Regions from separate parts of the Mus musculus genome. Here all the other regions are linked to region 3. The links are chromatin contacts, called in public promoter capture Hi-C maps. All regions are on one chromosome and are shown on one strand. The core of a region is the stretch at or near the end of the contact, and the rest is flanking DNA. Distances in the headings are between cores, read along the strand shown.

Region 1 (4,199 bases), core at 505-3,004, 570 kb before region 3:
AGACTTTGAAGTTCTGGAATTGTTTTAATATGGGGAATGCCTGGTTGAGAGAACCAGAGTCGAATGAATGGAGCCGCTCAATTCTGTTGACTCTTCAGATTCGTTACCTTGCAGAAACCTGGGAACAGCCGCTTCTTTCCAGGGGGTTCGGAACAGCCAGGGATTCCACAGTCAGCAAGATCTCCCGAGAATCGGGAGGCGAGGTCTACAGGTTGAAAGGGGAGCCTTGCTCGGAGGTTGTGGGTAGAAACCGATACCAGTAGCTCTGGGATAACTGGGTAGGGAAGCCAAGACTCTGCCTCACTGAACCTGAGCCTGTAGCGAAGACCTTGTGAAGTTTAAATAGTCAGGACGATGGGTTGCAGGGGTGTCGAGAAGGAACTAGTTGGAAGGGAGTGTCCTTACCGGAAAGCCTGGACTGACGCAGGCGCGCTCCGGAATGGGAGGGAGGAGGGGAGGGGCTTTACCTCAAGGTTTCACTGGGTTCCTAGAACAAATATTTGACATTCCAGGCTTATCGTGGTAGCGGGGCTGAGTAGGCAGGCTCCGGGTGGGCCGCCTGGTGAAGGGTCTCAGGGTGTGCGCTGCGGCCACTTCTCACTATATTGGGTCGCTGTGTTCCTGCGCTATTGTGTGGACAAACCCAGAAGGCGCACTATACATTCTAGGTCCTCTGGCTCCGCACGACCTTCCTTGGGCATGAGTTAGGGATGCACCCGGGCTCTGGGTTGCCTTTTATCCAAGACCGATAGGAAGCAGCCCGCTTTTCCAAACACACAAGGTTCTTCTTCAGCCGGTGGCATCCTGTATTCTAAGTCCCACGCCAGTACCTTTTTACTCTCGCCAGAGTACTAATTACAGTCGAGTAGGTGGGAAACTATCCTGAGCCCACAGGGCGGCCTGGAAACAACAGTAAGGGAGTTTCACCAAACTGCATGGGATGAATGGGACTCTTCTGAACTGGGTTGGGGGATGCAGACTCAACTCTACACATCTCAACTCTAGCCGCTCTCTGCTGGAGTGCTTTCAATAGCCAGATAACACTTCTATCATCATCCAAGAGAGACAAAAACAAGCAGGCAAACCCCAAGTGGGGTTGGTAGGCTGAACTTCCAGATCTCTACCAGCAGACACGGCTTCATTTAGGATACAGCTCTCTAAAGTTTAAGCACGATTTTCCTACCTTGGCACCAAGGCCTGAGCCTTCAGGTCCACAGTAACGTGCGCCTTGCACTGCCGGCACTACGCCGACCCGACACCTGTATGGGCACGTCCTTCTCTGTGATCTCTAGTGACCGCCCACAGTTCTAAGAACCCTTGATCTTTACCTCCCTCCCTTTCCCCAACGGATCTCTCTCACCGACTTCCAGTGGATACCTGGTAGCGCTCACTGTCGGCTTTTGACCCTTTGTAACTTCCATTAACCTCAAGCCAGACGTCGCGACCTTTTATAGTCCCTAGATTGCCTCCTGTTGAATTCCATGGGTCTTGCGTGACCCTTGCAGAATGGAAAGAGGCCTCTGATCCTGCACATTCTTTTGCGGAGGACTCAGAGTGCCTGCTAGAGAGGAAGTAGGAGAAAGAATGGATTCGTCCCAGGAGTCTCGCCGGACTGCAGCAAGAGGTGGGACTCCAGCCGGCGAGCGCACGCCTCAGCAGAAGTGAGCTCTTGCCTCCTGGGCAGGGTTTTGGCCCTCCCGCGGGGTTCCCTGGGCCGTCCTGATCACGTGGCCTCTCCGGGCCGCAGGTAACTCGCCGGAGTAGGCAGGGATAGGCAGCCGCACCGCCCAGCCCCAAAGGGCACCGCGGGCGGGTCTCTGCAGCTCCCACTACACCCGGCCGCAGGTGCCGCCCCCAACACACCGGATCCCGCCCAAGCTCGTCTGTCTGCTGTCGGTCGGTACGTGTGTGCGCCTCGTCGGTCCGCGTGTGTGGCCGAGCGCCCCCTTCCTCTGCGGCCATGACTCCGCCGCCGCCGCCGCCCCCACCCCCGGGCCCAGATCCCGCAGTAGACTCGGCCACAGACCCTTGTCCCGAACCTCAGTCGCTGGTGGTTTTGTTCGGGGCCACTGCCGGTGCGCTGGGGCCGGACCTAGGCTCGGACGAGACCGACTTAATCCTCCTAGTTTGGCAAGTGGTGGAGCCGCGCAGCCGACAGGTAGGGTGGGAAAGAGGGGACCTCGGGACGCTTCAGAGCCTGTTGAGGCACAGCGGCTCATGGGGTTACCCTCGGTGCTTTTAGGTGGGGACGCTGCACAAGTCGCTAGTTCGCGCCGAGGCGGCTGCCCTGAGTCCACAATGCCGCGAGGCGAGTGGACTCAGCGCAGACAGCCTAGCGCGGGCGGAGTCCCTGGACAAAGTGCTGCAACAGGTGAGCGTGGGGGCCCGCGTGGGTGGTGGAACTGCGGAGTGGCAGGGACACTACTTCGAGGGGGAGGGGAGGAGGGGAGACCTGGAGCGACGCGACCCAGTGGCACGGCCAGTAGGACAAGGTCTTGTTTGAAACTTTTGAGCGACTACCGCGTGGAAGCGTGCTAGGCCATTCCCAGAGCCACCTTACCTTCCAACCTTTACAGACATCCACTCCTGCCGAGGAAGTTGACAATAGCGGCTAAGGGATCCATCCCCCCGAGGCCCCTTCCTCTCCCTCCCACTCCCCCCGCTAGCAGAGGACACGTCAGAAATAGGGTCGAGGTGGGCTCAGGTTTAGCGGTAGATCACTTGGTCTCTGCCGCCTGCTCTCCTGGGAACCGCTGAAGCGAGGGCGTCGGGCGGTGTCTGCCTCGGGGGCAGACGCCTCTAGGTGAGGCCGGCTGGTTTAGGCCTGCCTGTCCCAGCTGACTGGCCAGGCGTGGGTGAGTGGGTGCTGTCCGAACATTATCTAGGGGCTACCTGCCCAATGAGCGCAAAGGCCTAGGCGCATGCCCCCTCCCATACCCACCCCGCACCCTGGCCAAGTGGGAGTGAGTTTTCCCTGTTTGCATTGCTCACTCACCCCATGACTGAGTTGTAATGAGTGTTAAGTCCTTTCCTCTTCTGACTCTCGTTCTTAATGAGAAGACCTACAGATGCCAGGTTACAGAAGGGCTCCAGGCCCACTGCTCACCTGGGAGGGTGCTGTAGAAAAAAATCTGGTTGCCTTGCTCTGTCGGCCTTAGATTGGAAAGTGTCACAGAATTGCCAAGGGAAAGGGCCGGATCGTGCTGGATAGCCTTCAGAGTGCCACCCACCCCCCTCTACGAGCAAACAGTTCTGTGCCAGTTGGTCGATGGGGTGTGGGTCAAAGCTCAGGCTGCTGCGAGTGGCCAAGTATGAAGCTCTGTCCTTGGTGGCTCTGTTCCTGGGTTGGTCGGACCAAGGGGCGGGGCTGCCATTGACCATGGGCCTTTTGGCCCTCGGGCAGGTGTGAACCTCCCCCACCTGTCTGAGGGTGGTGCCTGGTCCAGGACAGGTTTAACCTGCTTTGCTCCTCCCCTCCCCACCTGCTTGCCTCACTCCACCAGGTGTTTGCTCTGGCCCGACTCCAGACTCCTGGAGTGTGTTTAATGGGGGCTTGGGTTATGTGCGACTGCTCTCATTTGGCCTAGAGGAGGTGACAGGGAACTAGGCTAGGGGTGGGGATTAGGAGCCTGGGATTTAGGGCAAGGCCTTTTACTTCCCAGGCAGGGTAGGGTTGAACATCCTGATGAACCAGCTTTGCAGCCTGAGTCCCTCCCTCCTGCTACCCCTCCCCCCCAGTTTCAGCTGTCTAGCTGTGAGTCTATGTCTGAGTCTCCACTCCCTGTCCCCAGTTCTCACAGCTGGTGAGCGGGGATGTGGCTCTGCTGGGCGGGGGCCCCTATGTGCTCTGCACTGATGGGCAGCAGCTGTTGCGACAGGTTCTGCATCCTGAGGCCTCCAGGAAGGTATGTCATTGAGGGCACATGGGTACGGTTGGGTTCCCAAGGCCCCTGTTGTAAACACCTTAGGTTACCTATTCACCCCCACTCCCATGTGCTCCCAGAACCTGGTGCTCCCCGACACCTTCTTCTCCTTCTACGACCTCCGCAGAGAATTCCATATGCAGCACCCAAGCACCTGCTCCGCCAGAGACCTCACAGTGGGCACCATGGCACAGGGTATCTGTGACCCATCAAAATTAAGGTGGAGGGGTGACTAATATGTCCAAGCATGTGCATGATGCCGTATGGGCTGTATGA
Region 2 (4,738 bases), core at 1,995-4,494, 830 kb before region 3:
TTAACATAGGATAAAAATGTCCTGGGTTGGATGCTCAATGCTAAACCTGGAAGAAGTGCTCACTCTTTCTCTACACCTCAGGATACGGAGCCCTCTCAAACACTGCCAGAGAGAAAAGTCATCACTTTCTCTCCCAGGCTAACCATTCTGTCGCCTTGGTTAATCACTCCCAAGACAGTTGGAACTTAAGGAAACCATTCAGGGGCACCTGCCCTATAGTCATAAGTATCTGAGCTAACATCTGGGTTCATAAGTAATCTGAGGGGGACCCACATCCAGAAGTCTGGGGTGCTCTGCCATGGGCACCCCTTGCTCTGTTCTGTCTGTTAGTGCAGCTAGCTGCTGGCAATTAGATGGAGTGTGGGCAAAGGCCAGTGAGATGCTGAGAGTTACAAGACAAAGAAGTGTCACATACAGCATCCCCACATGCCATTCTGACTACAGCCTGCAGGTAAGGGCACGTGGCTGATGGGACCCATGACCTCAAGAGCTTTTAGACCCACACTTTATTTTCTAGTAATACGTGGGTATACTGAAAATATGAATATTGGGCCTGGGTTCTCTAAAGAAGGATTAAAACCTAGATACTACCCATAGCCCTTCTAGGAAAGGCTTTTATTTGGCAATGACCTCCCCCCTTCTCTATGACACTTTCATGACCATGGCTGTCATGGCCACATGCAGACAAAAGGTTATCAACTGTCTTAGCTCCCCTCTCACATTCTGATAGGATTTGCTGAGCTATCTAGTAGTGTGGATGTGGGAGAGCGGGTGGGCTGACCAACTCAGCTACCACTCAGGCCCAGATCCAGGGTTTTGAATTGGCACACCCCAGCATCTAACTCATCTATGAGTTGCTGGAGCACATGAAAGGACTGGGCCTACAGATCCAAAGCTGCAGAATCTCCATGACACAGGGCAACAACAGAATATCAGAGAAGAGTCCTGGTGAGGATCCAGTATTGATGGTGTAGCAGAGACCAGAGGACAGAGGCTTCAAAACAGTCTAATGACTCATTCCAATGAACATTCGCAAATAAAGAGCCGTGGACAAAAGAGGTATTCAGTGGGACACACTGTGACACACTACAGCCTCCACAACAAGAGGCTTTTAGTGCTTATTTTTTTTGTTTTTGTTTTTGTTTTTTATTTTCGCTTGGGGGGGAGGATTGCAAGGGTGGAGGGTGGGCATGAAGGGACAGGGAGATGAGTGGGATTGGAGTACCTGAGGAGAAACTCACAAGGAATGAGTAAAAATTTAAAAAAGAGAAAAAGATTTCCTGAGCTAAATAAGTCCCTATTATAGGTAAAGTACCACCAGCAAGATGAAGTTCCCACTTCTCTCTGGGCAGGCTGGGTTCATTCCTCACTGTGTTTAGCAGGAAAATGAACACACGGTACTGTCTACCTTCAAGACTATATAACAAATTAAGCCACAGTGAAAAGAATTCTCTTTAGCCCTTAAGTTTCCCTAAATGGAAGTTTAGAGATGTCAAAGCACTTCCCAGGAAGCTGATAAGGCACAGAAGGACGGGACATGGTGGCACAAGCCTATAATTCCTGTTCTTGGGATACTGAGGCAGGAGGATCGCAAATGGAAAATGAGTCTGGGCTACGTAGGAAAACCTTGTCTTTATAACAGCCAAGGCCTAGGCTGTCAAGATGGTTCAGTGGGTAAAGGCACCCACCACCAAGCCTGATGATCTAAGATATACTCCCAGGACCCATGTGGTCGAAGAGATCTGACTACCACAAGTTGTCCTCTGACCTCTACATTCATGCACACAATATAGATGCCCAATAACTAAACAGATAAACAAAACAAACAGAGTTGAGAAACCCCAAAGGCCAGGTGTGGTGAGACACTTCCATAACCCCAGTGGGTGGAATCAGAAGGTGGAGTCAGGAGGAACACATGCAGGCATGCGCAAAAAAGGAAGAAAGAAAGAAAGAAAGAAAGAAAGAAAGAAAGAAAGAAAGAAAGAAAGAAAGAAAGAAAGAAAGAAAGTAAGTCAGGGAAGTGACCACCTGGGCCTCAATCTGCTGACACTAATGGAACTTGTACGAGCCACCTGCACTGGGCTAAATACTTTCAGGTCCTTGCAGCCAGCCATCCCAGTTTGCTCAAGATTGAAACCCTTCCTTGAACAGAAGATTTCTGGTACAAAAACTGGGAGAATCTGACAAGCAGGACCTACTTGTTTGCTTTACATTGAACTTCATGATACCTTATAAAGAGACAATATTTCCATATTCATTTTAAAGATAGGAAATCTAGCCAGGCAGTGGTGGTGCACGCCTCTGGAGGCAGAGGCAGGCAGATTTCTGAGTTCTAAGCCAGGCTGATCTACAGTGCTAGTTCTAGGACATTGAGAGCCACACACACACAAAACCAATAATAATAATAACAATAATAATAATAATAAGGAGGAAGAGGAGGAGGTGGAGGAGAAGGAGGAGAGAAGGAGGGAAGGAAGGAAGAAAAGAAAGAGAGAGGAAGGAAGAAAGGAAGGAAGAACGAAAGAAAGAAAGAAAGAAAGAAAGAAAGAAAGAAAGAAAGAAAGGAAGGAAGAAAATCTGAGGCTTACAAATATTCTATGACTTGTTAGATTTCAGAGCCCATAAACAACAGAAACAGAATTGGAACCCAGAAACTTGACCTTTACAGTCTGCCAACTCAACAATCAAGCTATAACAGGACTATTCTTCAAAGATGAGATTCTGAGAGGTTTGACTTGTGAGGGTTGTATATATTTGAGAAAGTTGCCTGCCTGCTGGAGAGAGGGTTTAGAGAATTCATGCGATTTTTGAAAAAGACCAGAGCCTCATACGGGTTATCAGGAAGACGTTGGGGTGCACAGTGAAGGCTGTGCTGGACTCACTTCCTTTACTCTTAGAGACAGAAAGCGCTAAGCTGTGAGACCAGGACTGGACACACTCCCAGGGAAAGGAGAATCTGACAAGCAGGACCTAGTTGTTTGCTCTACATTGAACTTCATGAAACGGGGAAGACGGGGCCAGGAGAGCTGGAGTAGGTCCCGAAGGTTGTGAAATCTCCTCTCTAAGAGGGTTTCTGAAGGGGAGGATCTCTATTTAGCTGCCGTAGCTCAAGCTTGACTTGAATAACTGTATTTGGGATGTGGGCCCCTCAAGGACCTTGATTTGGGGAGGCAGGAAACAGCTCCAAGCTTTACCAACTAAGCAAGACAACTTCCTCTTCTGTTGGTTTTGGTCAGCAATTAGCAGATGGCTTTGGGAGTCTCAGTGGGACTGACTTCCCTAAAATCCACCCTGTAGGCTCTGATTCCCTGAGTACTGACAATCTGAAGATCATAGCTTTGTGTGGAAGAACGAGTTTTATTTTTAAAATTGCCGTAGTCGGAATCTCTGCTTGACCTGGTAAACTGCAGCTTGTTCACCAACTGGTCAAATTCCCTTAACTATATATAAGTACTGGCCTGGGGATGTGAGTCCAGGCAGTTAGTTAGATGATAGCTGAGTCTACAAACATTTGGTGGCTTACCTCGCCAGCCCTTTCAAACTCTGTGCCCTGGTTGAGAACTCCTGCTCTTCCTGCTGAGTCCCAAGAGAACCTCTAAGTGTCCCTCCTCCCACTTGGTACTTACCCTGTCTGTGACTCTCCTCTGGGGACACTGCAGTCATCAGCATGGTGGCAGAGACCATCGTGCCTACATTAAGAATGGAATGTGATGATGTAATTGTATTATAATCTCAAAAATAAAAACATTATTTTAAGGAGATGAAATGTGAAAAGGGGGAAGGGAACGAGGCCCCTCAAGTGCAAGCCTTGTGTGCCACCCCTTGGAGAAAAGGCTACTGGAAACACAGTTACTTAGTCCCTTTGGGGAGTGGGGCCTCTCTACAGAAAGAGAATGATATCTTGGCCTTGGTGTATGGATTCACCTTGACATGACTGCAGCCATCTTGATTCATATAACCACCACAATTGTCAACTAAGAATAGCCTTAGTTGTTTCCAAACAAACTATAAATGAACAAATCTATTATGATTGGAGCCTTATACTTTGACTCTGGCTCCACAATAGATTTGGTATTAGCCTAAGATAAACTAGATACATTCCAGCTAACACAAATATTTTCTGACTCAAGTTACAGGGATCTAACTGGTCCTGTTGTTGCTCAGGGCTACATGGCATCAGTAATTTCCACCACTAATTTAAAACACACACACACACACACACACACACACACACACACACCACACTTTAATTTATGCATAGTAATAGAGTTTACATATTAAAAACACTATAATGGCTTGCAGCCAATCATTGAACTGAACACGGGGGGCGGGGGGAGGGGTTCCCGGTGGAGGAGTTGGAGAAGGGACTGAAGGAGCTAAGAGGGTTTGCAGTCCCATGGGGGGAGCAACAGTGTCAACAGGCCAGATCTCTGGGAGCTCCCAGGGACTGGACCACCAACTAAAGAATACACATGGAGCAACCCATGGCGCTGACCACATATGTGGCAGAGGATGGCCTTGTTGGACATCTATGGGAGGAAAGGCCCTTGGGTCTGAGGGTATTCCATGCCCCAGTGTAGGGGAATGCCAGGATGGGAAGACAGGAGGGGGTGGGTGGGTGGGGGAGTCCCCTCATAGAGGTAAGGGGAGGAGAGATGGGATAGAGGGTTCCTGAAGGGGAGACCTGGAAAGGGGAAAACATTTGAATGTAAATAAAGAAAATATCCAATAAAATAAC
Region 3 (4,806 bases), core at 119-2,618:
GGGTCCAGATGGGCGTGGCTCCACTGAAGGGCATCAGAAGGCCTGACCAGGCTCTGTTCCCAGAGTTCCCAGGTGAGTATGGTCAGGTTGGGGATATGTGGGGCAACGACCATTGCTGGCCACAGACCTGCCCGCCCAGGCTTAGACCTCCTTCCCCAATCCCAATCCCAACCTAGGGAGGTGGGTACTTGGTGCATGGTGGGTGTGGCCCTCACATCTTCTGCCCCAGGTCTAAGTCTGAATGGCCTCAAGAAGACAACTGCAGACCGAGCAGAAGAAGTTCTGCTGCAGAAGGCAGAAGCTTTGGCGGAGGTAACTCATTAGGGAAAGGGATAAAGTAGAAGGTAGGGCGCATCAGATACCATCATCTCTCCCCACTTCCGGATTACCCAACCTGGGCAGAACTGCAGCCCCTCCCTGACCTCAGTCCACTGCCACCCTACTGGGGTCGGGGTTTGAGAGTTTCCTGAACCTTATTCCCCTACGAATGCAGGTGCTAGATCCACAGAACCGCGAGTCTCGTTCTCCGCGTCGCTGTGTAAGGCTGCACGAGTCCTGCTTGGGACAGCAGGTACCTTGCTGCGACCCGTGCGCTACGTGCTACTGCCGCTTCTTCAATGCCTTTTGCTACTGCCGCAAGCTGGGTACGGCCACGAACCTCTGTAGTCGCACCTAGCCAATGGATGTTGTTTGGGCAAAGGCAGGGGATGAGAATAAAGGATGGGACGGTTTAACCTTAAAGCTGTGGTTATTTCAAACGTGGCTGTCGAAGGGTTGTCGGGGCGTCGTCATGCTGGAACCACACACACCATAACCTCGGGGTCTAAGCTACACCATCATCTGAACCACATATATGGGCGAGTTTAAGGCACCAGGCCCCTTGGGGAAATCAGAAGGCCACACCCCGGTCCTAGAGAACTAGTGCAACAAACGCCGGGAAAGCGGGCGCAGTGCGGCTTACCGGGTGTAAAGTCTAGTTGGAGGATAACCATTTGGCTCCGAAACTCTCCCCTCCTCTTCCTTGGACCTCGGTTTCTGTCTGGTAGGAGACAGCCTCGACAGCCTAAGGAATAGCACACCCGCTCAGCTTTACCCGGCTGGCCCTAATGAAGCCAGACAGAAGCGCCAAACCCAGGAAAACTCAACTTAGGGCCCACCTCGCATCCTGAGGGTATTAGCACCACCACGCGGTCGATTTCCATCATCGACCTTTCTTTGCTCTCCGCTAGGCGCTCCAGGGCCGCCTTTCCTTAGTGCGCAGGCGCCGGGAGGGCAGTTATAGCCGGTCGGGCACTCCAGAGTAACGCATGCGTGCCAGGGTGCCCGGAAACTGGAGCCATTTAAGAGCCAGGCCCTACTGCGGTCACGTGAGACGCGGTGCGTCACCTGACGCACTTGACAGCCCGCTGCGGCCGCCGCGTCAGCTGATCCGGGGAGTCTAGTTGCGTGCGGGCAGATCGGGGCTCTCTGGTCCCGCCGCCCCCCGCCTCCCCTGCCGCCTCCCACCCCCGCCGCAGCCATGTCGTTCTTCCCGGAGCTCTATTTCAACGTGGACAATGGCTACTTGGAGGGATTAGTGCGCGGCCTGAAGGCCGGGGTGCTCAGCCAGGCGGACTACCTCAACCTGGTGCAGTGCGAGACGCTCGAGGGTGAGCCGCGGGTCCGGGCTGTCTGAGGGGGGCCTCCCTGAGCCGGGAAGGGCACGCGAGGCCTCTGGGAACCCGCGAGCTGATTGATGGTGGGCATGTCAGGAAGGAGTCTGCCTCTAGCTGCGGCTCTGCGCGGGGGCCCAGACGTAAACAAGCCTTCAAGAACCGCAGTGGTTTACCTGGGCTCGGGTTGCCTCTAACCTCGTCGAGCTAGTCCTATAATTTAGAAGGACGGGTCCCCGAGGATTGGTTAGCCGGCGCGACGAGTGCGCCTCCAAGCTTCTTCCCCCTGGCCCAACCCTAGGCCTGTTGGGTGGCAGTGCCTAGGGAAGTTAGATGGAAAAGGCTTCTCTCCTCCCCCAAGGGCTTTAGAATCGTTGTGTCTTGGTGGTGTTGGTCTGAGGGTTGGGTCGTCCTGGGGAATTGCTAAGCCAGTTTAGCGAGAGGTTCCTCCCAGCTCTGAACCGCTGGCTGTGTAGAGTCTTCAAGACTGTTTGGAAAAGCAAGAGGTGGCTCTGTAAATCAGAAATTCACGTACAAGTATTTGGCCCCAACCTGCATTCACACCCCACCCCAGCACTGTTGGGGCACCAGTTTGTTTGTTTGTTTCTTTCTTTCTTTCTTGGTTTTTCGAGACAGGGTTTCTCTGTGTAGCCCTGGCTGTCTTGGAACTCACTCTGTAGACCAAGCTGGCCTCAAACTCAGAAATTCACCTGCCAAGTGCTGGGATTAAAGGCGCACACCACCACGCCCGGCAGGGCACCAGTTTCTTACACAAGAGTGACAGAAAGCTAAGTTCCTCTTTCTTTCTTTTCCTTTTTTTTTTTTTTAAGATTTATTTATTGTTATATGTAAGTACACTGTACCTGTCTTCAGATACACCAGAAGAGGGCATCAGATCTCTTTACGGATGGTTGTGAGCCACCATGTAGTTGCTGGGATTTGAACTCAGGACCTTCAGAAGAGCAATCGGTTCTCTTAACCGTTGAGCCATCTCGCCAGCCCCCAAGTTCCTCTTTCTTAACACATAAATCTAAAGCAACAGTTTCCAACTTGTGGGTCACCATCCCTTTGACGGTCATAAGGGTCACCTAAGACCATTGAAAACCACAAATATTTATGGTTAACAACAGTAGCAAAATTACAGTTGTGAAGCAGCAATGAAAATAATTTTTATAGTTGGGGGTCACCACAACATAAGGTGTTTTAAAGGGTTGCAGCTTTAGGAAGGTTGAGAACCACTGATCTAAAGTTAGATGGCTCAACTGTAGCAGATGTACTAAGCTAGAGATGTCCCTAATTCTAGACCCTCCACGCACATGGTAGTAAAGGACAGAGACATGAGTTCCCATCTCTGAGTCCTAAAGGATTCCTTTGAAGAAAGGGGCTTGTAGCTGGAAGAGGCTGGGTGATTCACCCAATGTAGAAACTTCTTATCAAATACTTCTGATGTTAAGTTGGGCTCATACAGTTAATGTTTACCTTGAAAACTAGTCCCGTCAAGTGAAAAATAATGTTAAAATAGGAAACTTACTAAAGTTAAAGAGCAGTAGTAGATTTTATGATTTTTATGTTAACCTGCAAGAAAAAATTGTTCACCTTTATCATATGAGTGGAAGCAAGGAAGGAGAGGTTCAAGATGTTGGGCTGTGGGAGCCAGCCCCAAAGGTTTAGATGTGACTGTGGGAAGAGGAGAAGTAGGCTGCCTGGCTGCCTGGGGCGGGGCTTAACACTGTGCTTGGCACTCAGTGTGAGCTCTGTGGATCAACTGGGACTTGGGAGATTTTTTTTTTCCTGTTACAAGGAATTTAGTGTTTAGTTTTGTTCTTTGAGGAAGCTCCTTACTTGGATAAATCTAGGGGTGGACACTGTTGCCTTTTCTGGCTTCTGGCATTTCTTACTCCAGCTGCTGCCAGTTCCACTGTTGAATTTCTGGGTGCTTGTGTTTCTGTCTTCCCAGCAGACACCCCATCATTGGCAATAGTCACACTAGGGTATTCTTCCTGATGAACTGTTTAGCAGTGGGCCTCCTTGTGGAACACCATCCAGATCTTTCCAGTAGCACTTAGGGACTACTTGCTCTTTTATTCATACTCATCTCCTTTACACACAGTATACCCCAGCACTTGGTGCTCAGAGGTAATAGGAGTTCAGAGTCAAGCAAACATGGGTTACTGGATTATTGTAGGCAAATTGTTTAATGTCTCTGGATATAGACTTCTTCATCAGCCATATAAGCACTATCTATCTCATAAAGACTGTGAGATGGCCACAGTGCTACTTTGTAAAACGCTTAGCCCAGCATGAAGAACCCAGTAAGCACTAAAGACAGAATCAGCATCCAGGAAAGGTGAGTTTATGTTGTCTTTTACTTAACTTACTTTTTTCTCTGCTTCCTTCTTCACCCATTAAGCACTGCCCCACTACCACCCTTTTCCTCCCACCAATTTAAGCCTTAGAGATACTTGGCAAGTGAACTTTGCTGAACTGTAGCCACAGCCCTTTTGTTTTGAGACAGGCTCTTTTTCAGTTACACTGGCTGGCCTATACGCTGTAGCTTAGGCTGGCTTTGATATCGTGATCCTCCTTTTAGCCTCCTAAATAGCTGAAATTGTTTTTGTACTTTTGTATTTGTTTTAAAAGATAATGTGAATGTGTGTATGTATGTGTGGACATGTACATATGAGTTGGAGTGTCCCTGGAGGCCAGAGAAGGAGTTGTGCCCTCTGGAGCTGGTGTTACAGATGGCCGTGTGAACCATGTGGATCTGGGAAATGAACCTAGGTCCTCTGGGAGAGCAGCCAGTGCTCTTAACTGCCACACTCTCTCTCCAGCCCCCATTCATCCATTCTCTTTCATTCTCTTTCTTTCTTCCATATTCATCCATTCTCTCTTTCTCTCTTTCTCTCTCTCATCTAGGTTGGCTTAGAGTTTACTATATATCCCTGGCTTGTTAGGAGTTAGCAAAGTCCTCCTAAATGCTGGGTTACAGGTATGATGTGAGTTTCACACCTGGCAGCCAACCTCATCTTTGAAAAAAAAATGGCCATGGTTGACTAGAATGTTGTCTCCTCCATTCAATCATAACTCCTGTGGTATTTGTCAGTCATATTTTTCTAGAAATTTCTTGACACATGTTTGGGATCCCAAGGACTTT

What was found. Promoter capture Hi-C pulls out the DNA fragments that hold promoters and counts their contacts. Capture Hi-C pulls out chosen DNA fragments and counts their contacts.
Region 1: a promoter capture Hi-C map of liver shows a contact between it and region 3. The contact joins the promoter of Esrp2 here to the promoter of Atp6v0d1 in region 3. A contact is called at or near these places in 7 of 39 promoter capture datasets (cranial neural crest, embryonic stem cells, fetal liver and 4 more), 2 of 484 Hi-C or Micro-C datasets (CD4 T cells and embryonic stem cells), 4 of 115 datasets of contacts at active chromatin or transcription factors (bone marrow-derived macrophages, embryonic stem cells, large pre-B cells and 1 more) and 3 of 9 other capture datasets (adipose tissue, liver and macrophages).
Region 2: a contact with region 3 is called in a promoter capture Hi-C map of pre-B cells, with 4 times the contacts expected there. The contact joins the enhancer-like site here to the promoter of Atp6v0d1 in region 3. A contact is called at or near these places in 3 of 39 promoter capture datasets (the C10 cell line, liver and pre-B cells) and 2 of 115 datasets of contacts at active chromatin or transcription factors (large pre-B cells and pancreatic cancer cells).

The regions. Positions count from the first base shown.
Region 1 is chr8:106,134,529-106,138,727 of GRCm38.p6, reverse strand. Esrp2 (epithelial splicing regulatory protein 2) reads left to right here and starts at 1,754. Exons shown (of 15, transcript NM_176838.2): 1 at 1,754-2,158; 2 at 2,243-2,371; 3 at 3,792-3,905; 4 at 4,004-4,118. The coding sequence starts at 1,961. 1810019D21Rik (RIKEN cDNA 1810019D21 gene) reads right to left here and starts at 3,328. Exons shown (of 4, transcript NR_040346.1): 1 at 3,107-3,328; 2 at 1,378-1,561; 3 at 1,184-1,259; 4 at 5-900.
Region 2 is chr8:106,393,072-106,397,809 of GRCm38.p6, reverse strand. No RefSeq gene overlaps it. Among named protein-coding and RNA genes, the nearest start is that of Gm34026, 4.6 kb to the left of the region's middle. Within about 2 kb of position 3,244, at least 40 of the 459 cell types and tissues checked have an H3K27ac peak or open chromatin away from gene starts, as enhancers often do. A contact at or near this core is called in pre-B cells, where this site is marked.
Region 3 is chr8:105,562,626-105,567,431 of GRCm38.p6, reverse strand. It overlaps Atp6v0d1 (ATPase, H+ transporting, lysosomal V0 subunit D1), which reads left to right and starts at 1,368. Exons shown (of 8, transcript NM_013477.4): 1 at 1,368-1,649. The coding sequence starts at 1,520. Agrp (agouti related neuropeptide) reads left to right here. Exons shown (of 5, transcript NM_001271806.1): 3 at 1-72; 4 at 230-312; 5 at 494-737. The coding sequence ends at 676. It overlaps Gm38250 (predicted gene, 38250), which reads right to left and starts at 1,252. Exons shown (of 4, transcript NR_168532.1): 1 at 1,158-1,252; 2 at 962-1,063.